Regions from separate parts of the Mus musculus genome. Here all the other regions are linked to region 4. A link is a contact called in public ChIA-PET and HiChIP or PLAC-seq data. All regions are on one chromosome and are shown on one strand. The core of a region is the stretch at or near the end of the contact, and the rest is flanking DNA. Distances in the headings are between cores, read along the strand shown. Region 1 holds the start of Dntt (deoxynucleotidyltransferase, terminal). Region 2 overlaps Tll2 (tolloid-like 2). Region 3 overlaps Tll2 (tolloid-like 2). Region 4 holds the start of Tm9sf3 (transmembrane 9 superfamily member 3). Region 5 has its middle 11 kb from the start of Gm33951.

Region 1 (4,564 bases), core at 1,861-4,360, 230 kb before region 4:
ATAGAAGACTTCTTTTTTATTTGTTTGGTTTTTTTGTTTGTTTGTTTTTTTGAGACAGGGTTTCTCTGTGTAGCCCTGGCTGTCCTGGAACTCACTTTGTAGACCAGGCTGGCCTTGAACTTGGAAATCTGCCTGCCTCTGCCTCCCGAGTGCTGGGATTAAAGGCGTGCGCCACCACACCCGGCCATAGAAGACTTCTTTAATGGGCACTGGAAATCTAGGAATCAGAAAAGGACACTGAGTCAGCTCAGACTGACTGTAGGAAACGTGTCCCACTCTTGGGTGCAGCAGTAGTTAACACTGGTCAATGTGATACTTGGATAACTTAACAATTTTATAAACTATAGATCTGATTTTAGATTGAGCTAAGTTGACCCTCTGAACAAAATAAAAGTTACTATTGACTCTTACTTAAGGTTCTCCTCTGTGTCACGCCTTCTGTACGGGGGTGAAATGGGCTATCTCAGTTCTTGATTTAGATGTGGGGAAAACAGGCTTAAGGAAGTGAAGCAACTACGCAAGGTCACAGCCTCCCAGCTGTGCAGATGGGAGCTCGTGCATCCCTGGCTGCATCCTCTGTCTGTGTGCTATTCTCTGTTCCTATTGCTGCTTCTGTGGTCTCACATTGCTGTGCAGATAGAAGCTTGTGCATCTATGGCGGCATCCTCTGTCTGTGTGCTATTCTCTGTCCCCGTTGCTGCTTCTGTGGACTCACGTTACTATGGGGATGATACCACCCCGGGGCCTAGCTAGAGGACTGCCTTGTTCATGCTGTCAGACCACTTGGAGGCTAAGACTAATTCTATCATGTAGCTGTCTGAAACCAAGCATCTAACAGGGGGCCAAAGTGTGTGTGGGGGGAGGCTTGTCCCCACTCATTGGTCTCTATCAAGCAAACATTGCACCCTAGTCTCAGAGAGCTGCACAAAAGGCCCCTCCAGATGATTAAGTTCCTTCTGCTACATGTCCGTGAACACCGTCAAGGTCTCTACCACACAGGGAGCCCACTCTGCACTTTTGACAGGTGTAGATACTTGCAGAGAGCCAAAGTCTGTTCACTACAGCTCTCTGTCATTCTTGCATGAAACAGCCTTGTGGATGCCCGATGGCAGCTGTCATAGCACCCTCCTTTGGCAGTGCTGAGGTGCTCATGCGTTCATACGCTCTTGAAGGCAGTAAAAGTCCCAAATGCTGTGGTGGAATACATGAGAAGGGTCCATATTTATTACTGGGTAAGGAGGCATGACAGAAGGAGGCTGTTTGGTATGTGTATGTGTGTAAATACATGTGTGTGTGTGTACACATATATATTTGTTTTTGCTTTTTGTTTTTTGTTTTTTTTTTTTTTTTTTTTTTTTTTGTTTTTTTTTTTGAGGCAGGGTTTCTCTGTGTAGCCCTGGCTGCCCTGGAACTGACTCTATAGACCAGGCTGACCTTGAACTCACAGAGATCTTCCTACCTCTGCCTCCTAAGTGCTGGGATTAAAGGCATTGTACTACCAGTCTGGTTAAGAGCATACATTTTTAATTTTGATTTTTTAGTTTATGTGTGCATGTGTGTGTGCACGTGCGCGCACACACACCCACACACCCACACACATACGCGCCCTGGTACTTCTATGGAGATCAAAAGACAACTTGTGTGAATCAGTTTCACGTTCCACTGTGCTAGCTGCTGTGGTGAAACACAAAGTTTCGAGGATGGGCAGCAAGCTCCTTTACTCACTGAGCCATCTCACCGGCCCCAAGAGTATATACATTTTGGAGTCAGACAAACCTGACTCCGAGTCCTGACTCAGCCATTTCTTAGTGGTGGCTACTGATTTGTTCTGTGACTTTGAGCAAGTTGCTTGCGGGGCTGAGGATCTTCTCTGCTGCATCTCGCTGCCTGTATGGTACTTTGTGGGCACTGACAACCCCCCCCCCCCGTATTATATGGGTATCTAGCTGGCAGTATGGTCTTATAAGAATTCAGTCAGCAAAGGTTTTGAGGTCTTGCCTAGGTCCTGTAGTAGGTGTTCCAGAAGTGAGACCTACTAAGTAATATTAACTAAAGATGAAATTTTCATTTTGCACAGGGCTGTGAAAATGTCCCTAACTCCATGCCCATGACTCTTCTCCAAAACTCATCTCGTCTCAGAGACCTATGTTAGTTATGTAGCGACCACTCTCTGGAAACTTAGTGCACTGAAAAAATAGAAACCAAAAACAAACTAAGTTGCATCACGGTTGAAGTCTGAAGAACTGCATTCATGATCTCATTTGCCCCATACTCTGTGATCTGCAGTGTCTGAACCTTAGCTTTCTATAAAATGTGCTCACACACGGGAGCCTGTGGTCCTGTGCCCACTGCAAAACGATAGTAACTAAAGCAGCAGAGTAGACAGAGCCAGGAAAATCACAGTTATGGGCTTGTTGGGAAAAAAGTGACCATGGGGCCAGGAGAGATAGCTCAGTGGTTAGGAGCACTAACTGCTCTTCCAGCAGGCCAGAGTTCAAGTCTCAGCAACCATGTGGCAGCTTACAACTGTCTGCAATTCCAGTTCCAGGGAATCTGACACCTTCCAACACCAATGCACATAAAATAAAAAAAAATTAAAAAAAAAAAAGCAACCAGCAGAGTGAGAAATTCAGGTGGCATTCACGTGAAATCACAACAGCTGTATGTAACACATCTGTGCCAATTACAGACATCCAGTGTACCATAACGTAGGTCCGAGAGAAAGAATAGAAGTGAGCTAGAGTAAAGCAGGAATCAATGAATAAAGTCAGCAGGAGCAGTTAGATGACTAAGTGGTGATGATAGAAGCTTGCTACCAAGACTGACAACCCACGTTTGATTCCTGGGACCTACAACGGTGGAGGGGGAAAGATGCCTCTGACTGCCACACTGATGTCATGGCATGCACACACATGCCCCCTTGCGCAGTAAGCAAATGTAATACATTTTTTAAAAAATGGCTTTTAAAATGCAACCTAAAGGGTTTGAACATGTCTAAAGATAAATAACAGTACTCAACCAGTGGCGAGGTCCCCCTTTCTTCATAAGTTTATTCTGAGGTACTGCAGAGATCAAGTGTATGAAAACCCAAGTTCACTGTTCTTTCTGTCAAGAGCTCCATTTTGGGAGAAAGGACCTGATCAGAGTGAGACATTCCTTCAGCAGGAAGTTGTCACCAGGGTGGTACCTATGGGTTTGCTGGTGAGAGGACATCAGAGCCCTCATTCTGGAGACACCACCTGATGGTACAGACAGAGCTAGACTGTCTGCTTCCATGGATCCACTGCAAGCAGTCCACCTGGGTCCTCGGAAGAAAAGACCCAGGCAGCTGGGCACCCCAGTGGCTTCCACGCCTTATGACATCCGATTTCGAGACTTGGTCCTCTTCATTTTGGAAAAGAAGATGGGAACAACTCGAAGAGCCTTCCTCATGGAGCTGGCCCGAAGGAAAGGGTTCAGGGTGGAAAATGAGCTCAGGTAGGACAGCCCTGGTCACTTTGCAAGCATGCAGGAGCCCTGAGGACGTCCCCAAGGGACCCAAGGGGCCAGTTGGCTAAGGGAGATGAGTGGGGACTAAATGAGATTATATAGAAACTAATTGGTACCAAAAAATAATATTTTTAAAAAAAAATATGGCTTCCCATGACTGACTCTGAGATTAAGTATCCAGGAGTGATAACCAGAAAACTAGTCAGAGAACCACATAGAAACCACTCGATTCCATTCTGTACCAAACTGAACCAACACCATTGGGTTCAATTTTTTACATTGCTACTTTGGAGCAGGGAGGGTGTTCTGATTGTCTGGCTCTGACTTATACACACCTGCTCTGCTAAGGGTCTATGGTGGGCTAGGCTGAGGTGAGTCACCACAGGTACCTTACTGGCCTTGGTGATGGTTTTCCAAAGGGTGGTCCAAGTGGGCTTCAGGAAGAGATGCTGGTTAAAGATGTTTGTCTAGGGGTGACAGATGGCACCCCAGTGTGCTATGATCAGAGTCTAGGCAGGGAGGTGATTGAAGCTACCATCTGCACTCGTTCAGTAAGCACCAATTATCATTGTTTTGCTGACTATTGTGTACGTTCACTCTCTTGACCCAATGAAAAGAATCAAAGCGATTCAGAAAGTCCCAGTAAAAGGCCCTGGTGTGCCTGACGGCTGCAGACAGAAGTGTTGGGGTTACAGTGGGAGTGGGGGGGCACTCAGTTCACTGCCTTCAGCCATGCAAGTTGGGAGGGGTGCTGAACATACCGTGTCAGAGATGATCTGACTTTTACACTTGGGATTTTGGAAAGTCTTTGAATTTAAAAGAAAATTGCCAAACGTTTCTTGCTGATGAAATGCTGGCTTTGGAGACATTGAGGAGACACATTTCCAAGGTCAGTACTCAGGAATTTCACACTCCACATGCCCAGCTGAGGGGATCTTTTTAGATTTTTTGCTAAAATGTCCCCAATCAAAAATTCCTGAGGTTCTGGGCTTCTCTCTTTTCTGAGTCTTTGTCACATGGTCTCCTATTTTTTGTTTTAAGTCATCACAGCCACTCTCAACTTCATTCCTTGATG
Region 2 (4,323 bases), core at 1,512-4,011, 170 kb before region 4:
GCACCCCTCCACCCTTCCACCCTTCCACCCTTCCACCCCAGAACCCAGTGACCTGTCACGTTGTAACTGAATTCAACCATTGGCAACACTCAGATCAGAGGGAAGTTAGGCAATTTGCACCCAATACCCCCAGCCCTTTCTTCCATTTGTCCTCTGGGTTAGGGTGACTATAGCCTTGTGGTTCTCAAACCGTGTCCTGTCCCTTTGGGGTGTCCCCACACTCTGCATGCCTTGCTGTAAACAGTCCCTTTATTAAATTCTGCAGCTATGTCCCAAGATTGCCCCAACTCCCCAGAGCACCTGCGTTTGTCTTTCTTTGCTCTGTGTGCATGCATGCATGTGTAGCGTGTGCTTGCAGTGTCTGTGGAGGCTAGAAGAGGGTATTGGCTTCCCTGAAACTGGAGTTATAGACAATTGTAAGCTGCCAGGCAGGTGCTGGGAATCGAACCCAGGTCCTCTGCAAGAGCAGCCAGCGCTCTTAAGCACTGCGCCATCTTTCTGACCCAGAGTGCCCATGTACTGCTCTGTCTGAAGGGACAAGAAGGTGAAGTCCGTCCTCAGTGGCCTTAAACTCCTGTGGAGGAAACATAGACCCTTAAGAGGCTAGCGAGGGTCTCATGAAGTGTGGGGTGTCTGGCCCGGCAGGGAAATATAGACTGATTAGACATGGGGACTGCCATTTTGTAAGCTCTGAGCCCTGTTTTCTGGCTCTGATTTAAGGGAGTGGGATGGAGTTAGGGGTAGGGGGGTAATTAAAGAGAGCCGCGGTGAGAAAGGGGGCTGTTAAAAAAGAATGGCAGTGTCCCACAATCACGACTTCCTGCTCAGCACCACAGACAAAAGCCTCAGGCTCTTGGGCAGCCTCTGGCTGTGCCACAATCAAATGCCAGGATCACAGGGGCTACATTCTCCACAGGGCTAAGGCTGAAGTGCCAGAGCAGAGTCTTCTACCCCATTGGCCTTCTTATATTGAACAGTGTAGACAAGTTAGAAGCACACACATTTTCTTCCAAAGGACCTGGCAGAGCTACTTTTGGCGTGCCAGGGGGGAAAAATGACAAGAAAAAGCAACCTTTTCCAGAAGTGGCCCTTCGAGAATAAAATGGCTGCTCACTTTAGTTTTCAGACCTTTGCACTTCACAGGCCAGCAAAATGACACAGTTTAAAAGGGAGAAGCGGGGAGGGGGGGGGTAAGAGGAAGTTGGGGTGGGGGAGGGGAGGGGAGCCGACGATGGCCACTCAACACCAACAAAGCATTGCCCACATCCAGTTTTGTCAAGTAAAAATATCAAAGGAGAGCAGCCCTTCAGCCTGCGGCGGCTGAAGAACGCTCCTTTTAACCGGGATGTTTGAGCGTGCGGCTCCCTTGCCCTTCCTGAGCCTGCGAGGTGCTCAGCCTGAAGCCACCAGCCCCGCACCTGTGCTGTGCACAGCCTGGAAGCCTTTCCGCTGCACTGAGGCGTCCGAGTAAAACCTGAGGAATAGGCTGCTGCCTGTCGCCACCACGGGATCCGGCTTCTTGCTGCCGCAGAAGCGGCCAAGGATGGGGGCCAAGCTGTCTGTCCCATCGTACAGTTCCAGGTGGTCATAGGCACATTCCTGGTGCTGCTCAATCTCGAACTCACTGAATGTCTGGGGAGGGGAGAGCAGGAAGTGAGGCAAGGATCTGGCACTGAGAAGGGAGGGGAGAGGGAGGGGAAGGACATTCAGAGCCTGGAGGGGTCTGTCTACCAGCTTCCTAGGGGCGTCCACCATTGCCGTGATGGTCCGACATCCAGTCCCAGAGCCAGCTGCCTGGATTTACTTTTTCCTACCCTTCCTCTAATGCTAGGAGCCAGCTAGTACTGAGCACTCACCCAAGGTGGCAGCTGTGCTACAGGCATTACAAATGTCCCCTCATCCAGTCCTTGCAACCCTGTCCCGGGCACAACCCCTGAAGAAGACATCAGCTGGCATGGCCAGCGTCCTCCCTGGCAGAGAAGGTATGTAACCCAGGACCTGTGGCTTCAGAGATGTTGCTGTTAGCCTGTGCCCACTGCGGTACACTTGAAATCCCAGGGGCTTTGAGCAGGGCTGTTCTGCTATCAAAGTGGCTGGCATGCGTTGGGAGTTTTTTTCCCATCCCAGTAAACGGTGAAAGTTTTCTCACTTAAGTTCTAATGAGGTTATGAAAATCCATTAGTATCCCCAGTGAGCAGAAGGAGAAACCGAGTCACAAAGACGCTAATTGGCTTGCGTAAGTCTGTTCAGCTGGAGTAAGAATTGAACATGACCCAGAGCTGACTTTCTCCAGGTCACACTGCTAACCATAACCAGATTCCGTTGCCTCCTTTCTTCCCGTCCTTCCATCAGAGACTGTCCCCGGTTGTCGGCCCGGGGAACTGAACAGTTACCAGCCATATACAGCTTGTTGGGTGCTGGGTAGATGCCTGACTGGCTGACAGCTTGCCTGTGATGTCCTGGTGAGCAGGGGGGTGTTAGGTGAAGGGTGGATGGGGATGGGATGGGAAGGGGGACGCTGGTTGTGTGCAGGGCATCATTCTATAGGAACAAAGGGCAGGCAGAGTTCCGTCTGCATGCTCACCAACGATTTTCAAGGGAAGTATCTTTTTTTTTTTAAATAATTCTTGTATGCAAGCATCTCAGATGGAGGCTTCCCACCTGGCAGTTTTGAGGTTCCACCCCCAAGGAAGACTGTTCATGTCTGTCAGGAAAGGGCATTGCCAAGCAACAGAGCATCTTTCCAGCAGATGGCAGTCTAGAGCAAAGCTGGCCTTGCAAAAGCACTCTAAATACCCTCGTCCAGATTCTACACTGTTCTAAGGGACCCAGGGCAGAAGAAAGCCGTTTCTACCTTGGCAGCACGCATCACAGGAGGAGCCCAAGGGGCATGCCCCATGGCTTGGGGTCCATTCTGGACCATGATGCCTTGGGAGCCCGTCAATTTATCCTCACACAGCAGGAAACACCCTGACAGTATCATCTACGTTATCTCTTATCACTGTTTTCCTCTGTTCCCTTCCCTCCTCCCTGTGTTTTCAGTCTGTCATTCATAAGGTCCATCTTGCTCATCTCAACAGTCTGAGATGTGTGTCTGATGTGTCTCTGTGTGTGTCTTTCTGTGTATGTGTCTATGAGTGTGCATCTGTGTGTGTGTGTGTATGCATGTGTCTGTGAGCAGGCATGTGTGTCTGTGTGTCTGTGTGTGTCTGCAATTGTTCCTGTGAATGTGAGTGTGCATGTTTGTCTCTGTGTGTGAGTGTTCCTGTGTATGTTTGTGTGTATATATGTCTGTGGGTATGCTTCTGTGTGTGTGTGTGTCTGTGTGTTGGTGTGTATGTTTGTGAGCGTTCCTATGTATGTGTGTGTGTATATGTTTCTGGGAGTGCACGTGTGCATCTGTGTGTCTATGAGTATTCCTGTGTATGTGAGTATGCCCCTGCATATGTGTGTGTGTGTGTGTGTGTGTGTGTGTGTATGAGGTGTTTTGTTTTGTTGTTTTTTGTAAATAATGACATGTGCTGTGTGAGACCACACATCAGATATGTGGGTGAGATTTTACATGATTTGCAAGGCAATTGTTTGTTTGTTTGTTTGTTTGTTTGTTTTTAACTGAAGGAGGAATTAGTGTGCTGGTCCTATTGTTAACTGATAAAAATGTAAATTGCAGAGGAGCATGAGTAATTGTATTTATTCTACGCGACTGATTTGAGTAAGAATTTAAAAAGCTATGTGCTTTCCCTTGTGAGGGAAACTTCTGAAAAGATTCACAAATGTCTAGAGTGGGAACCGGGACCTGAGGACTCGTGACCTCTCAACGTTCTGTGTAAATTAAGTCTTGTTTTTTTCTTCTTCTTCAAGAGTAAAATGTTCCGTAAGAGAATAGCCCTGGATGCAACTGAATCACACACACAGCACTGTAGCCCTGCATGGCAGCCGCCACCTCCCACAGTGCTGCTGTGAGCAGGGCTGGTACAGAGCTTTGAGCATGCTCCCTTCTTCTGCTCAGAGCACCCACCTCAAGATTCACAGCATCTCCCCATTTCCCAGCAGGAAAACTGAGACCTGCACATGCTCCATGCTGATCATGGAGCAGGGACTTGAACCCATATCCGCTTAATGCCAAGGCTTGTGCTCTTAACAAACTAATGAGAGGACTCACAATTTTCACCCTGTGGCCTGCGGTTGATGAAATGTTCCAGGTACATTCCTTCCGGCTGGGGTATTTGTCTGGCCAGTTAGGACTCATCAGGGTCCCCTCTGCACTGCTGATCTTGTAGGCGCAGCCAGCTGGAGGTCAGAAGAGGGGGTACACAGAGGGGT
Region 3 (4,411 bases), core at 1,239-3,738, 150 kb before region 4:
ATCACTGGCAGCATGGCAAGTGTGGCTTTTCCACTCACATGGAGGACTACGGGGGACCAAGTTATCGCCAAAACCTTGGACTTGACCAGGCCAGGAGGGCATCGTTCAGATCGTCCTAGCAATGAGGACGCCCCCACACTCAACTGCAACTCCTTCATCTGCCTCTTTGTTGGTCTGTTTCTCCCTGCAGTTCCTCCTCAGGCCAATGAGTCCCAGAGTCGGCTCCCAAAACCCAAGACCACTGATTCTAGGCAATATTAATCTTCCTTGATCATCAAGAGAAATCTCTCTTGGGAAACCTTTCTCTTTATAGTGTCTTCCTGTGATCTTTTGCTCAAAGGTCCAAGCTGCCTTTGGTGGGTGAGTCTGTACTCTTTTCTACTCCACAGAAGTAATCCCTGCCCATCAGAAACTCTGGAAGAGATAACCAAACCAAGAACAGAATAGAAACATTAAAAAAAAATCATCTAAAATATCCACAATGGATTCTTTACATCTTTAATTTTATTGGAGATTTATATCGTAAATCATAAGATGGTTCCTCGCCGTAGGATTCGGCCCACGCAATGGCTTAAGTAATTTAGTTCTGACAATTTAAGACAGCACAGCTGTGCTCCTTACTTCATCAAACTGGTCCCATTCTGATCTCTTCTGCCTGTGACAGCCGCTAACTGCAATTCCTGCCTTATACACATCTTTTCGTACACGCATGTGTTTGAAATAATTCTATTTACTCCACTCTGTAACATTGCACAGGTTACAGAGTGCTGGGGAAATCTCTCTGTATCGATACACACTCCCCTCCAGCTTTATTTTTATTGGATGGAAATTTTCCGTGGAAAAGGTGTGTCACAATTTACTCCGCTGAGCCTTACTGCTGCACATTTAAATTGCTCTGATTCTTCCTGCTTCAGTGCACCTCCCCGTTGCTAGAGCTTTGCACACTTCCTTAATTAGTTCCCTAGGAGACATTCCAAGAAGTGGAATTGCTGGGTCATAAGGCGCTGACAGTTTTTAAAAGCCTTTAACATGTGTGGCCAAATGGAGTGGTCAGAGTTTTACAATGACAAGAGCGCCTGAGAGCTTCCTGTGCCAGCTGCTAGACGGAACCTTCCAGATAGGGAGAACACACTCCATCTCTCATTCTTTGAAGGCTGATGTCCACTCACCCAACAGGGGGGCCTTTCTCCAGTAACCATCCCGGATCTCCACGTAATCGTACCAGCACAGGCGGCTCTTAAACAAATCCATGGAGGTGAAATTTAGGATGATCTGCAAAGAATTACCATAAAGTAGGTTTGAACAACAAAGCCCGAAGACCGCCTTACGTGCCAATGCTCTCATGTTACCCCTTAGCATACAGAGCCCTCAGACCGCAGTAGGAGCATCTTCTCAAAACACACACACACAGGAAGTCTCCTGACATCAAATAATAAACCTTAGTTGGGATGGCGAGTAAACAGAGGGAGATAGGTCCTTTAGCTCTGTCTGGGGAGTCGCTTGAGCTTTTGAAGTTGCTAGGTGGTTTACAGAAAGCAAGATGCACTTAGAGATAGGCAAGGACAAGTTGAGACTAGGGATTAGGGAGGAGGTAAGAGGTCAGGGAGGTTCAGAGATACGAAAGGATCTTGGAACATCATCAATCATTCCAGAAGGTCTGGGGTTAGCTCAAGTGCATCTGAGCATGGCTGCATCAGCATCCCTCAGCCAGGACCTCTCACTCCTGAAGTGCTATCATTCCCCCACCGAAAGCCTTCTTGAACTCCGTCCACCCATTCAATTCTGTCATCTCTTTCTTCTTACTGGTTGGCCACTGACAGCGTGTTCCTGTGCTGTTTCTCTTCAACGTCCCTGCCTAACGGCTACTGTTGGCATGATCCCTAGACTACCCAGCCTTCCACAACTTACACCTCAGGTTTTTCTGACTGCCCCGACCCCACATTTAGAAAACCCCTAAAGAAATCCCTATACCCTTATCTTATAAGTCAAACCTGCCTTGTTTTCTAGACTCTCCAAGGCCAGCCTGTGTCTCTTTCTCAGGGCTCTATAGGTTACAAAAGTCTTCACTGGGCCCAGGTAAGTACCCCACGGTAAGTCTTGTGCGCAGGTGGAACCATACGATATTTGATCTTTAGGACTCCCTATTGTCTCTCCCTTTCAGGGGTGTCTAAGCAGACAGGTTTGGCCTCAGCTCCCCTCACTGGTTCTAGAATCTTGAGGAAGCACTCATCTGAAAGACGATGTGCACACCGCCAGGTTGTGGAGGAGTCTGTGAGAGAACCTGCATGCCGAGTGACTAGTGCTGTGTCTGGCGTGCAGGAAGTACTCCAAAAGCACGCTTTTAAAAGTGAGACTATACTGAGTGTGCCCTTAGCGTATCACAGCTGACATCCCCCAGTCCCTCACTGGCTTTCTCTCTAGCCTGATCAACACTGAGAGAGCCCACTCCCTCCCCAGGGCCAATCCCCATCCAGTGGGATTCTTCCACAGAACCCAGTGGTCGCCTAGGAAATGAAGAATGAGTACAACAGATGGGGCTGCATGTGGGTGTGTGCGTGCCATGGGCGTGTCTGTCAGATGCGTAGGGGGTGAGGAACCCGAGCTGAGCGGCATCTTAAATTGGGGTGTCCCTGGGTTTCTCTCAACTCTGCATCATGCTCGTGATGAGACGGTAGGGTTCAGGAATGCTTCTAAGCCGGTCCCACAAGAATTCTTTAGTATTTGCTCTTTTAAGATTACACTGAGGAAATGTTAGTAAAACTTCCTTGGAAACACATTCATGGTCTGACTGAGGGATAATTATTCAGGCTGATTATTTTAAGTATGTTAGTGAACCATAAAGACCATCAGGGGAAGAGGTGATGAGCGAGAGGTACTCTGAGAGTCAATCAAGTTTGCTAATTACCAGCAGCTCTGGGGAAGGCTGGGTGAGGCAGAAATGGGAATAATTGCAGGAATTTCAACGATGTATATTCTCTGTGCCCCTAGTGAGCACTAATAATTGAGACTTAGTGAAGCTTACACGGTTTAAACATATCACACAGCCCTGCTGTGCAGCAAGTCAACAATGTGGGGATTACCAGGCCCCCTCCTCTTCCTCCTCCCCCTCCTCCTCCTCCTGCTTCCTGCCTGTTAGCACCTCTAGCAGGCACAGTCATATCCACGCAAAAGGTCTATAGCTCGGGTTCAAGAAGACAACCACACTGTGTTTGCATACATGTGCAAGTGTGTGTCTGTATGTGTGTGTGTGTATACATGTGTGTGCGCGCACACACATACACAGACATGCAGAAGGCAGAAAAAAAAATGTCATTTGTCTTCTTCTGTCACCTAGCCCCTGATTTTTTTTGATACAAGGTTTCTCACTGAACCAGAAACTTGGCCTTCTGGCTGTGGGGGTTTACCAGCAAGCTCTCAGAATCCGCCTGTCTCCATCCCTGTATGTTGGGTTGCAGGCATGCATGGGTCATGCTGGGCTTTTCATTTGAGTGCTGGAGAGTTGAACTCAGATCCTCACGTTTACACAGCAAGCACTCTTACCCACTGTGCAGTCTTCCAAGCCCTAGCATTGTCTTAATACTTAATCGGGACAGTGTCTATGCAGGCGTAAATGTATGTTGTGTGAGCTCTGTCTCCTTTGTGTAACATGATGGTAGTCCAATATTCTGGTTCTGAGGTCCACAGTGGTGTGGGTTCATGTCCCAACTCTCCATCAAATTTAGTCACCTTGCGTAAGTCCAATTTCCACTCTATGATAAGCAGGATAACAGCATCTACCATGTGTGGTTGGTGCAAGGATGTGAACTACATGGCTTACTGAGGAAAGAGTCCAGTGTGTGTAGAAAATGCTCTCAATGGACCATGACCACGGCTCTCTGGTTCTCACCTTATACTTAAAGTTATGAAGTAAGAATATCTGCAGGCTGGCTGTGGAGACCGGAGCATATCTAATACATTCCACTATCTCTAGTTGTCCGGGCTTGGCTCCATCCTCATATATCCACATATCCATTCAAAGTGGGATGCTGGGACTGATGTGAACAATCTCTGTCCTCAGTGTGCTTAAGGACTTGATAGAATATAGTAGTTATGATACTGAGACATGCTATGACATGTGTTATCCTAGAGAGATGTGGGAACACAAGAATATCCCCTTACCTAAGCCCAAGAAAGAGGGCATCTGAGACAAGCTATAAAAAAAAAAATCTGGATTTTTCCAATGAAAAGATAAAGATTGAAGAGATGGCTTATCAGTTAACAGTGTGTATTTTTCTAGCAGAGCACCCTAGCTCAGTTCCCACCACCCATGTTGGGTGGCTAACTGCCTATAACTCCAGCTCCAGGGGATCTGGGTTCAGGGATCAGACTCCATGGACACCTGTACACACACACACACATGCACACACACACA
Region 4 (4,213 bases), core at 241-2,740:
AAACTCAACTGTTAAAAAAAAAAAAAAAAGGCAAATACTATTTAAACTACTATACTTGCTGAAATTTAAAGGAAACCAAAAATATCTTAGAGAAAATTCACAAGTGTCGCAGAAAAAAAGTTACTGATTCAACGTTTCTCTGGAAAAAAAAACTCGCATACACATGCAATTAGATTCTAGCAGTGACTGAAAATACAACAGCCTAATTTAGAGTTTTTAATTGGCTAATCAAAACAAAGTTTTGTTCACTACAAACAAAATCTAACGTCTGCCCCTTAAAAGCAGCGTACTCCCATTTTGTCACCGATCAGCTACAGCCAAACGTTCTCCACATATTTTAAATTTAGTAAATACACAACTACTCGGGCAAAAAAAAAAAAATCACAATACAGATAAAAACCTTGAAACAATCTCCAATTTGCCAAGCAATCTTCTAGGTTTATCAGACTTTCCACACTTCCCCGCGTCTACCATTCTGAATAAAAAAATAAATAAGTGAATTCCACAGCGTTACAGCTCTAGGTGAAAGTCACTCCAAGAGTCATTAATAGGCGAGCTTTGATGTGAAGATACAATTAAATAAACCGCCAATCAACTTCAGGCCAAAAGCAAAAGTGAGTGGGGGTGTGGCCTGAGGGCTGGGTGACACAAGGGCAGAGCTGTCCCAGTTAGGGACCGACCACCCGAACAGGGCGTCCTCTGGGCACTCACGGAGCGCGGAGAAAGTTGCAAGGGAGTCCTGGGGACCGAGTGCGTGCAGGGTGAAGACGTGTCCGCGTGTAAACCGTTCACACCTCCACTTCCCTAAAGCTGTCCCCACCCCACGGTTTAAATCCGGTTCGGGCGAGAGGGAGAGAGAAGGGTAGGAAGAGGCCGGAGCCCTGCGCGAAGCGATGGGTATTTCCTGGTTGGCAAGCGCCTGGATCACCACGCATCCATCCTCCGCCGTGCTGTGTGCACAGCGTCCAGTTTCCCGGGTCCAGAGCCCGCTCCGGGCCGATCCCCGGGCAGCAGCCCCGAGAGGCGGAGCTGCGGAGCAAGGCCCAGGCAGCCCCGAGTGCTCGGAAATGCCTCCTCCCAGCTCCCGCGGATCCGGCCCCGCCATGCCCGACCGGAAGGAGCGCTCGGGCGGCCGCGGGGCTGCACCGGGCCCCCCGGGCCTTCGGACCACGCCGGGTCTGGCGGGGCGGCAGGCTTGGGAGCGGGGCTGGGGCGGGGGCGGCCGCGCGGCTCGCTTCGCCTCACCGTGTGTTCGTGCTCGTCAGACCGAGCCCGGGGCAGCAGCAGCAACAACAACGCGGCGGCCGCCGCCACGCCAGGAGCGCCCGGCAGCGGCCTCATCCTCCGCGCTCCCACAGGCCGGGCGCCGGCCCACCGACTCCTCCTCCGCCGCCGCCGCCGATTCACATCCACCGGGCGCGGACAGACGCACGGGGCCCGGGCACAGCCGCTGCCTCCGCCGCCGTCACCGCCCGCTCCGCGCCGCCCCCGCCCCCCGGCCTCCGAGCCTCTTCCTCTGACTCAGCCACGTCATCCGGCCACCCCGGCACACGCCGGAAGTCCTCCCGACGCGGGGCCGCAACCGTCGCCGGCCGTGGGGCGCCGGCGCGCGCAGGCCGCGGGGTTGAAGGGTTCCGAGTCGCCGCTGCTGTGCTGCTTGCTCAGCCTCGGCCTGGACCTGGGCCTGGGCCCTTGCGCGCCCGGCTGCGGGCGGGCTGGGGTGACATCGGCTCAGGCGCCTAGCTCGCCACGGCGTGCGTGAACACCCCTTCCCTCTAACCTCGGGCTCCGCAAGCTTCTTTATGGACGATGATTATTAAACTTGGACAGGGTCGGTTGGGTGTTTAAACATCACCGTGTACTGTTTATAGACTTCTATGCAATCAAGAGATCTGGGCTAAGTTGACATTCTTGTTCATCTGCCTACGTATTGTTTTTCTCAGCCTCAATCATAAATGTGTCCGGAAGTTCCTCAGCACTCCAATCACTTGATCTCATATTCTGTATCTGAGCCGGTAGTAATAAGGAGCTAAGTTTGGTATCTTACTCTTGTAAGCCCCAGCATTCGGGAAGCTGGACTGATTGTTGTTTATTGCATACTTGCTTGGGTTACAGCGTGAGACAAAAGAAGAAAAGAAAACAAAACGAAATAATCGGGTCATAGCGGTGCAGGCATGTAATCCCGGCACCAGGACCGCAGAGGCAGAATTGCAGAAAGATTGGAGCCAACCTTATCTACAGGCTCAGTACCAAGCCTGCCAGGCTACGTAGCAAGGCCCCATCTCAAACCAAAACGTACTACGGACTCAGAAATGATCAGAAGGACACTTCTCTAAATGTGGGACTTAGAGGAAGATTGTCTCATCCATCCGTATCAGGCAGGTTTTGGTATTTGGTCGTGTAATACCTCACAGCCAATATTCTATACCACCATACTGTGCAGAAGTCTGAAGAAGACCCCACTACCAATCTTCCTTCCCTGTCCATTCCCAAGGAGTACCAACATGATTTCCTACCAAGAAATCAAATTATGTCTTTTTTGTCCAAAACACATCTTGAATAGTTAGAACTCATAGTGGAATCATCAGTAATGGTTTCATCTGCCAGGCACTCTGATACTCACACAGACCCTATGCAACAGGTACCTTTAGTGTGTCCACTTACAGAAAAGTGACAGATGCACAGGTTGGGTGACTTGCTGAAAGACTAGACCCAGTTTGCTTCTTTAGTTTGTTAACTGCTAATGTATTACCAACCAGACAGCTCTTTAAAAGGTGAATTAGATGTGCTCTCATTGGCATGACATATCCAAGAAGCACTTACAAATGGAAAAGTCTGCTACCATTTTAAATGGTAGCATGCTAGTTTGCCTGTAGAAAACAATCTTAAGTGATTAATATTCAAACCATTACAAGAGTGATTTGCTTCAAAAATTTGTATACCCCTCTTTGGAAGTTTGTGTATGTGTGTGTTATGTATATTGTGCTAGTACGTGCTTGTGTGTGTGTGTGTGTGTGTGTGTGTGTGTTCAAGTCAGATGTTGACAAACAGATGTCTTCCCCAAACACTGCCCACATATTTTTTGAGACAATGTCTCTCGCTGAAGCTGAAGCTCAGGTATTCTGCTACACAGGCTAGCCAGCAAGACCTGAGAATCCTCCTGTCTCCACGTCCCACTTTATGTGGGTTCTTGGGATCTGAACCCAAATCCTTATACAAGCAATTTACCGAGTCATATCAGATCTCCAGCCCTGTTTGGATATGTGTGTGCTACATGTGTAATGAGGTTAGAGATGATGCCTTTGCTCATGAATGCAGTCCAACTTCCTCAGTCTGTGACTTAGTCACTGTTCTTCTATTGCTGTGAAGACAGACACCATGACCAAGGCGACTCATAAAATAAAGCCTGGGGTTTGGAGGGCTGGCTTACAGTTTCCAAGGGTCAATCCATGGCAGGGAGCATTGCAGTAAGCGTGGCACTGGGTCAGTAGCTGAGAGCTACTTAGGATCTTCAAGCAGAGAGCAGGAGACTGGGTCTGGCAGAGACTTGAAGCCTCAGAGCTCACACCCAGAGACATACTTCCCCCAACAAAGCCATACCTCCTAACCCTTGTAATCCTTTCAAACAGCCTCACTCTCTGGCGACCAGATATTTAAATATACGAAATTGTGGGGCCATTCTCTTTTTTGTTTGTTTGGTTTTTTGGGGGGGGGTTTGTTTTGTTTTGTTTTGTTTGAGACAGGGTTTCTCTGTATAGCCCTGGCTGTCCTGGAACTCACTCTGTAGATCAGGCTGGCCTCAAACTCAGAAATCCACCTGCCTCTGCCTCCCAAGTGCTGGGATCAAAGGCGTGCGCCACCACTGGCAGTGCGGGGGAGGGGGGGGACGACATTGTTATTCAAACCACTACAATGACTGTGCACCTGCACAATCAGACCCAACTTTACTGTGCAAGTTAAGGTTTGGTTTTTTGTTTTGGTTTATTTGGGGGGGGGGTGTATTTGTCAACTTGACATGCACTAGAAACACTTGGAAAGAGGAACCCTTAATTAAGGAATTGCCTCCATCAGATAGGTCTTTGGGCATGTCTGTAGTGCATTTTTTCCCTGATTCCTGGTTGATGTGGGAGGATCCAGCCCATAGTTGAAGTGCTATCCATGGTCCTGGGTTGTATTGAAAAGCAAATAGAGCAAGCCCTGGGGAACAAGCCAG
Region 5 (4,464 bases), core at 588-3,087, 190 kb after region 4:
TGAAGCCTACCGTTATCCTGATAGTCTTCTGTGTGCCAAGAAAAATGGGAGACTCCTTTTACCATCAGGGCTTCTCCTTCTCTGGCCTTGTCTGGGAAGTTTAACACCCCCAACCACCACTAGCCCCATCTACCTATGGAGTGTCACATAGCCTTGGCTAGATTACAGGTCCAGCTATAGAAAGGTCTATAACAACCTATAGCAACCTGATCAGCAAGCACCTGAGGTTCCTGGAGCGCCTCCCCATGCTAAGGAGGCATCGCAGCACCTTAGCCTTCAGCCAATGACCTTTGCCCACCCTGGATAGTCCTACCTGCTTACCCCAAAACTATACAACCCTTGATTCACCCAGAGTCAATTTGATCCATCTCTCCAAGTCTGATCCCAGAGTGTCATTATTATTGTTGGTACTCAGGAGCTGTCCGAATCCCTGTTCATCGATTCTGCCCGCTGTGTCCACATGGGCCTGTGGCCAACGACCTCAGGGAGAAGGAAGACTCACATTTGTCTTAGTTACAGGCTTTCGGGCATAGTTACAGAACCATAGCCTCTCTCAGAATCCTTCTTTTATGTAACTGTGGACATGAAGACTTATTCATTTATTTATGCCTAGACCTTATGCTAGGCCTGTTTCCAACTATCTCATACCTTATTATCCCATTTATGCTAATCTAAGTTCTGCCACATGGATGGTTAGTTAACTCTCCTCAGTTTCATACATCTGACTTCTTCCCAGTCTGAGTGGCAAATCTTTCCTTGCCTGACTCTTCCCCAGGGTTCCTCTATCCAGGTGTCCTACCTTACTATTCTGCCTTGTGCTATAGGCCATAGGCTTTTTTATTTTAACCAATTAGAAGGTGCCTTAGTCAGGCAAAGAAGGACAGGGACACATCTTCACAGAGTGTACAAAAACATCACTCTAACACTTCCATCTTTCTGTCTGCCCTTGAAATCCAAGACTTGCTGAGGATTGGATTATAAACTTTAATTTTTCAAAACCTACTTTTAATGATGGTGTAACACTCTGAGAGCCTTAACTTATCGGAAACCCCCTGAGTGGACAACTCAGAGTTGAGAATTGAGGAATTTTATTGTTCCAGCAAGCTGGGGTCGCCCTGCACACAAAGGAGAGAGAAGGACCACGCGCAGCCTGATTGGTGAGTTTTTATACAGTTTTCAGAGCAGCAGCCATTAGGCACAATGTGATTGGCAGAACAGTGTGACTTTTAAAAACTGATTGGTCTTTAGGGAATGAGGTGGCAAGGACTTTCCTTGTCTGCAGGTGGTCAACAGTCTCAGGATGTGTCTACTTGCTCTGGTCCACAGGTGGCCAATGGTCGATCCCATCCCGTGTCTGTCTGTCTGTGTCTGTCTGTCCGTCTGTCGTCCTGTGTCGTGTGTCGTGTGTCCCCCCCCCCCCCCCCCCCCCCCCCCCGCCTGTGGTCTGAGGAATGTAGTTAGCCTCTCCCTTCTGGAGGGGAGGGGTGCCTGTGTGCTCTCTGACCTTTCTCTTCCAGGAGAGGAGGGGTCTGGTGGAATTTTCCAAAGGTCCTGAATTGATCTCTTCAGTGGTTCTTAAATGCTTTAACCTCCCTTCTAGCCCAGCACCCACCAGAGGATACAAGGGATACAGGGGAAATGAACCTGTTTAGAAAATGTTCTTTAGTACAAATCCCATCAGCATTGGTCAGGAAATCAGCAGTTCAGTTCACAGGCCAGCAGTGGCAGCTCAATCCACTTGAAAATACTTCACGAATATACCAGCAGTCCAGTTCAGTCGAGACGGGATAGCAAGCATGAATCAGCAGCAGTGGCGTGACCCAGCAGAGACAGCCAGGCCTCAGTGTCAGCATGAGTCAGCAGGCCTCAGTGTCAGCATGAGTCAGCAGAAGGAATTCAGACCAGCAGGGAAGCCAGAAAAACATTCTCAGTTGAGCCTCTCTCAAGGAAGTAAGGATTGGCAAGGGCATGAGACCAAAGAAGCATTGCAGGAGCTAGTTCTACCAGCAAGCCCCTCTCACAGTCCCTTGAGTCCCTATTTGTACTCCCTCCAAATATCATGTGTCCTCCATGGGTCTTACCTCACATGTGTTGCCTCAGCATGTGAGTCTGTCTTAGCAAAACTCCTCCCTGTATCAGCTGACGTCACTCTGCCAATCGGCCAAGTCCTCAGAAGCTTCAAGAAGCCACAGCACACTACCAGAAATTTTTTGGTCTATTTCTTCTCTCTATGGAGTCATGACAAATGGAACTCAACTACAAAATGTAAGGCAGACCAATAAATGTGTGTTGTTATCGAAGAATCCTTCATCACGAGTTCTTTCACGAGTCTGCTTCAGCAAAATATCCTTTCACCTGTGTCTGCTTCAGCAAAACACTCCTTGTGTTTGTCCCAGCAAGACACCATTCAACGCAAATGACTTTCCAAACAACCCTTAAGTTTTCACTTCCTTTGATGGTCACAAGCTAACGGCTGGCAGCTCTCTGCTGACTGATAGATGAACACCTTCAAATCCTCGTTCAAGAGAATTTCCCTGTCTCTGTCCTTGGCCAGGGGATTGGCAGGACCCCACTGAATGTTATTTCTACATCCAGGCCAGAGATTCTGTCCTCCTGACCAGGAGTTTCCCCTTAAGAGGCCTTCATTGCTACTTTCTCATTGCTAAAGAGGAAACCCTAAATCATCTAGGACCCAGACCAAAGACCAGAGCTAGGCGGCAGAATCTGGGAGGAGATGACGCAGGTGAAGCTGTGATCACCATATATTGTATGGAAAAAACAGTTTCAATTAAAGTTATGGTAATAAAATAAAAAATAAGTCCCTAATTCTTTTGGCATCTTTGCTTTGGGAGGGATGAAACTACCAAGAGTCCCCAGGATGTTTCTGGCTTTCAATCAAGAAAGAAACGGGTTGCTTTTCTTTGGGGTCTTTTTATCCTAAACTGTCTAACCGATTTCTATCTCTTATACCATCTCCCTCCTTCTGAAGCTGTAAACCCAAATGGCATCACAGACTCAGGGTGATGACTGATCTGGCTTTTTCCAGCAGAATTGGGAGTGTTGGGTGACCACATTAGAATAGCCTTCAACTATGGTTATTAAACACGCAGAAGATCAGTTGCACTAGTCTGGAACTTTTGACTATTGTATACTGTTTGAAAAAACAGATAGTTCTAAATAAACTTTAGACATAGATTTTATAGATCTTAGTCAGTCCTTGTAATTATTGATCAACGGCATTAGAAACTTTAACGTATCATCTCTAAGTCTCATCTTTTATGTACCTTGAGGAACTCACTCACATCTTCATTACTTGCAAGTGATTTCCAGTCTTCTTTCCCATTCTGGAATCATCCAGTCGTCATCTTAATCTTCATATAAAAATAAATCACCCTTTACTAAAACAACAGCCATGCATATCTCCTTCTAACATCTTATTTTATTTACTTGTCCCCTTTCTTAATACCATGAGACATAAGGACATTAACAAAGAATTTGCTATAATTATAATTTCTTATAATACTGTAAGAAATTTCTTCCTGGGAGGTGGAGGGGCTAAGCAATGTTGTCTAAATTAATTGGGATTTATCATGTAATGAAAATGGGTGTGGGTTACTGACAGTATGTGGCCACCCAAAACCAGCTTCACTGGAAAGTCTCTATCCTGTATGTAGAAATAGTTTCCCATAGTTGCCTAAGTGGGGAATCTCCTGTCTCCATACCAGGCCTGTGCCTTCCTGGCTTGATTGTTCAGGAAGAGACCTTGGCAGGTCGCTGTGATGCTCCCTGCTAATGCAACACGCCTCTGCCAGTTTATAAAACACAGCAGTGGTGGGACAGGCTTTTAGTTCCGGCACTTGAGAAGCAGAGACAGATGGATCTCTGAGTTCGAGGCCAGCCTGGTCTATAGAGTGAGTTCCAGGACAGCCAGGGCTACCCAGAAGAAGGTCAACCAAAACCAAAAGAGCCTTTTGGTGTAATGTGATACCCCAGGCTGAATCCTGGATTTAACAAGGAAATTAGCAGTTCAATGAGAAGGTGAGGTCCAGTCTGGCAGTGTGGCTGCTTATGGTTAAAGCCATTTAAAGTAGTCAGGAGTTCAGTTAATAACTCAGTAAAACCTTCGTGCAAAGGGCGTGTCTTATAAGATGTGCTGATTAAAGCGGTGGAATGGTTTGTTTCTCCTTCACTTCCTAGGTGCCAATTCTTTCAAGACTAGTCCTAAACTAAGACTGTGAGGTCACAGACCCCAGCCAATGGGGGTAAAGACACCGACACCACCTAAGTTAGGATAAAAATGTGTTCCCTCTGTGTTCACTCTTCTGAGTGAGCCTGACTGATCAAGGATAGAGCTTCCCTTGTCTAGACACTTATGGTGCAGTGGTGATCTCTTTCTTGGAGACCCTAAACATATTTCTGGCAGCATCTCCTTCTTGAGATGAGGCCTCGTTCTGTAACCTTGCC

Evidence for each region. ChIA-PET counts read pairs in DNA pulled down with a chosen protein or histone mark. HiChIP or PLAC-seq counts read pairs in DNA pulled down with a chosen protein or histone mark.
Region 1: an RNA polymerase II ChIA-PET map of memory CD8 T cells shows a contact between it and region 4, with 58 read pairs. The contact joins the promoter of Dntt here to the promoter of Tm9sf3 in region 4. A contact is called at or near these places in 2 of 39 promoter capture datasets (the C10 cell line and pre-B cells), 2 of 484 Hi-C or Micro-C datasets (CD4 T cells and CD8 T cells) and 3 of 115 datasets of contacts at active chromatin or transcription factors (CD8 T cells, embryonic stem cells and memory CD8 T cells).
Region 2: a contact with region 4 is called in an H3K4me3 HiChIP or PLAC-seq map of bone marrow-derived macrophages, with 5 times the contacts expected there. The contact joins the enhancer-like site here to the promoter of Tm9sf3 in region 4. A contact is called at or near these places in 13 of 39 promoter capture datasets (the 3T3-L1 cell line, the C10 cell line, the HPC-7 cell line and 9 more), 3 of 15 datasets of contacts at CTCF or cohesin (embryonic stem cells and stem cell-derived epiblast-like cells), 28 of 484 Hi-C or Micro-C datasets (the HL-1 cell line, cortical glia, cranial neural crest and 16 more), 40 of 115 datasets of contacts at active chromatin or transcription factors (the 230-238 cell line, the HPC-7 cell line, T-cell acute lymphoblastic leukemia and 24 more) and 3 of 9 other capture datasets (adipose tissue, embryonic stem cells and liver).
Region 3: a contact with region 4 is called in an H3K4me3 HiChIP or PLAC-seq map of embryonic stem cells, with 8 times the contacts expected there. The contact joins the enhancer-like site here to the promoter of Tm9sf3 in region 4. A contact is called at or near these places in 6 of 39 promoter capture datasets (cranial neural crest, frontonasal cranial neural crest, maxillary cranial neural crest and 3 more), 3 of 15 datasets of contacts at CTCF or cohesin (embryonic stem cells and stem cell-derived epiblast-like cells), 14 of 484 Hi-C or Micro-C datasets (the HL-1 cell line, cranial neural crest, embryonic cerebral cortex and 7 more), 23 of 115 datasets of contacts at active chromatin or transcription factors (the HPC-7 cell line, VIP interneurons, craniofacial prominence and 12 more) and 3 of 9 other capture datasets (adipose tissue, embryonic stem cells and pancreatic islet).
Region 5: an H3K27ac HiChIP or PLAC-seq map of extraembryonic endoderm stem cells shows a contact between it and region 4. The contact joins the enhancer-like site here to the promoter of Tm9sf3 in region 4. A contact is called at or near these places in 1 of 15 datasets of contacts at CTCF or cohesin (the NIH/3T3 cell line), 1 of 484 Hi-C or Micro-C datasets (bone marrow-derived macrophages), 15 of 115 datasets of contacts at active chromatin or transcription factors (the 230-238 cell line, DN3 thymocytes, T-cell acute lymphoblastic leukemia and 11 more) and 3 of 9 other capture datasets (adipose tissue, liver and macrophages).

The regions. Positions count from the first base shown.
Region 1 is chr19:41,026,165-41,030,728 of GRCm38.p6, forward strand. Dntt (deoxynucleotidyltransferase, terminal) reads left to right here and starts at 3,111. Exons shown (of 11, transcript NM_001043228.1): 1 at 3,111-3,477. The coding sequence starts at 3,275.
Region 2 is chr19:41,087,255-41,091,577 of GRCm38.p6, forward strand. Tll2 (tolloid-like 2) reads right to left here. Exons shown (of 21, transcript NM_011904.4): 18 at 4,163-4,290; 19 at 1,419-1,632. Among named protein-coding and RNA genes, the nearest start is that of Opalin, 12 kb to the left of the region's middle. Within about 2 kb of position 2,762, at least 8 of the 459 cell types and tissues checked have an H3K27ac peak or open chromatin away from gene starts, as enhancers often do. A contact at or near this core is called in bone marrow-derived macrophages and hippocampal neurons, where this site is marked.
Region 3 is chr19:41,111,818-41,116,228 of GRCm38.p6, forward strand. Tll2 (tolloid-like 2) reads right to left here. Exons shown (of 21, transcript NM_011904.4): 10 at 1,170-1,272. Among named protein-coding and RNA genes, the nearest start is that of Opalin, 37 kb to the left of the region's middle. Within about 2 kb of position 2,489, at least 10 of the 459 cell types and tissues checked have an H3K27ac peak or open chromatin away from gene starts, as enhancers often do. A contact at or near this core is called in stem cell-derived motor neurons, where this site is marked.
Region 4 is chr19:41,262,514-41,266,726 of GRCm38.p6, forward strand. Tm9sf3 (transmembrane 9 superfamily member 3) reads right to left here and starts at 1,491. Exons shown (of 15, transcript NM_133352.2): 1 at 1,246-1,491. The coding sequence starts at 1,341.
Region 5 is chr19:41,453,359-41,457,822 of GRCm38.p6, forward strand. No RefSeq gene overlaps it. Among named protein-coding and RNA genes, the nearest start is that of Gm33951, 11 kb to the left of the region's middle. Within about 2 kb of position 1,838, at least 126 of the 459 cell types and tissues checked have an H3K27ac peak or open chromatin away from gene starts, as enhancers often do. A contact at or near this core is called in the NIH/3T3 cell line, bone marrow-derived macrophages, differentiating embryonic stem cells and 5 more, where this site is marked.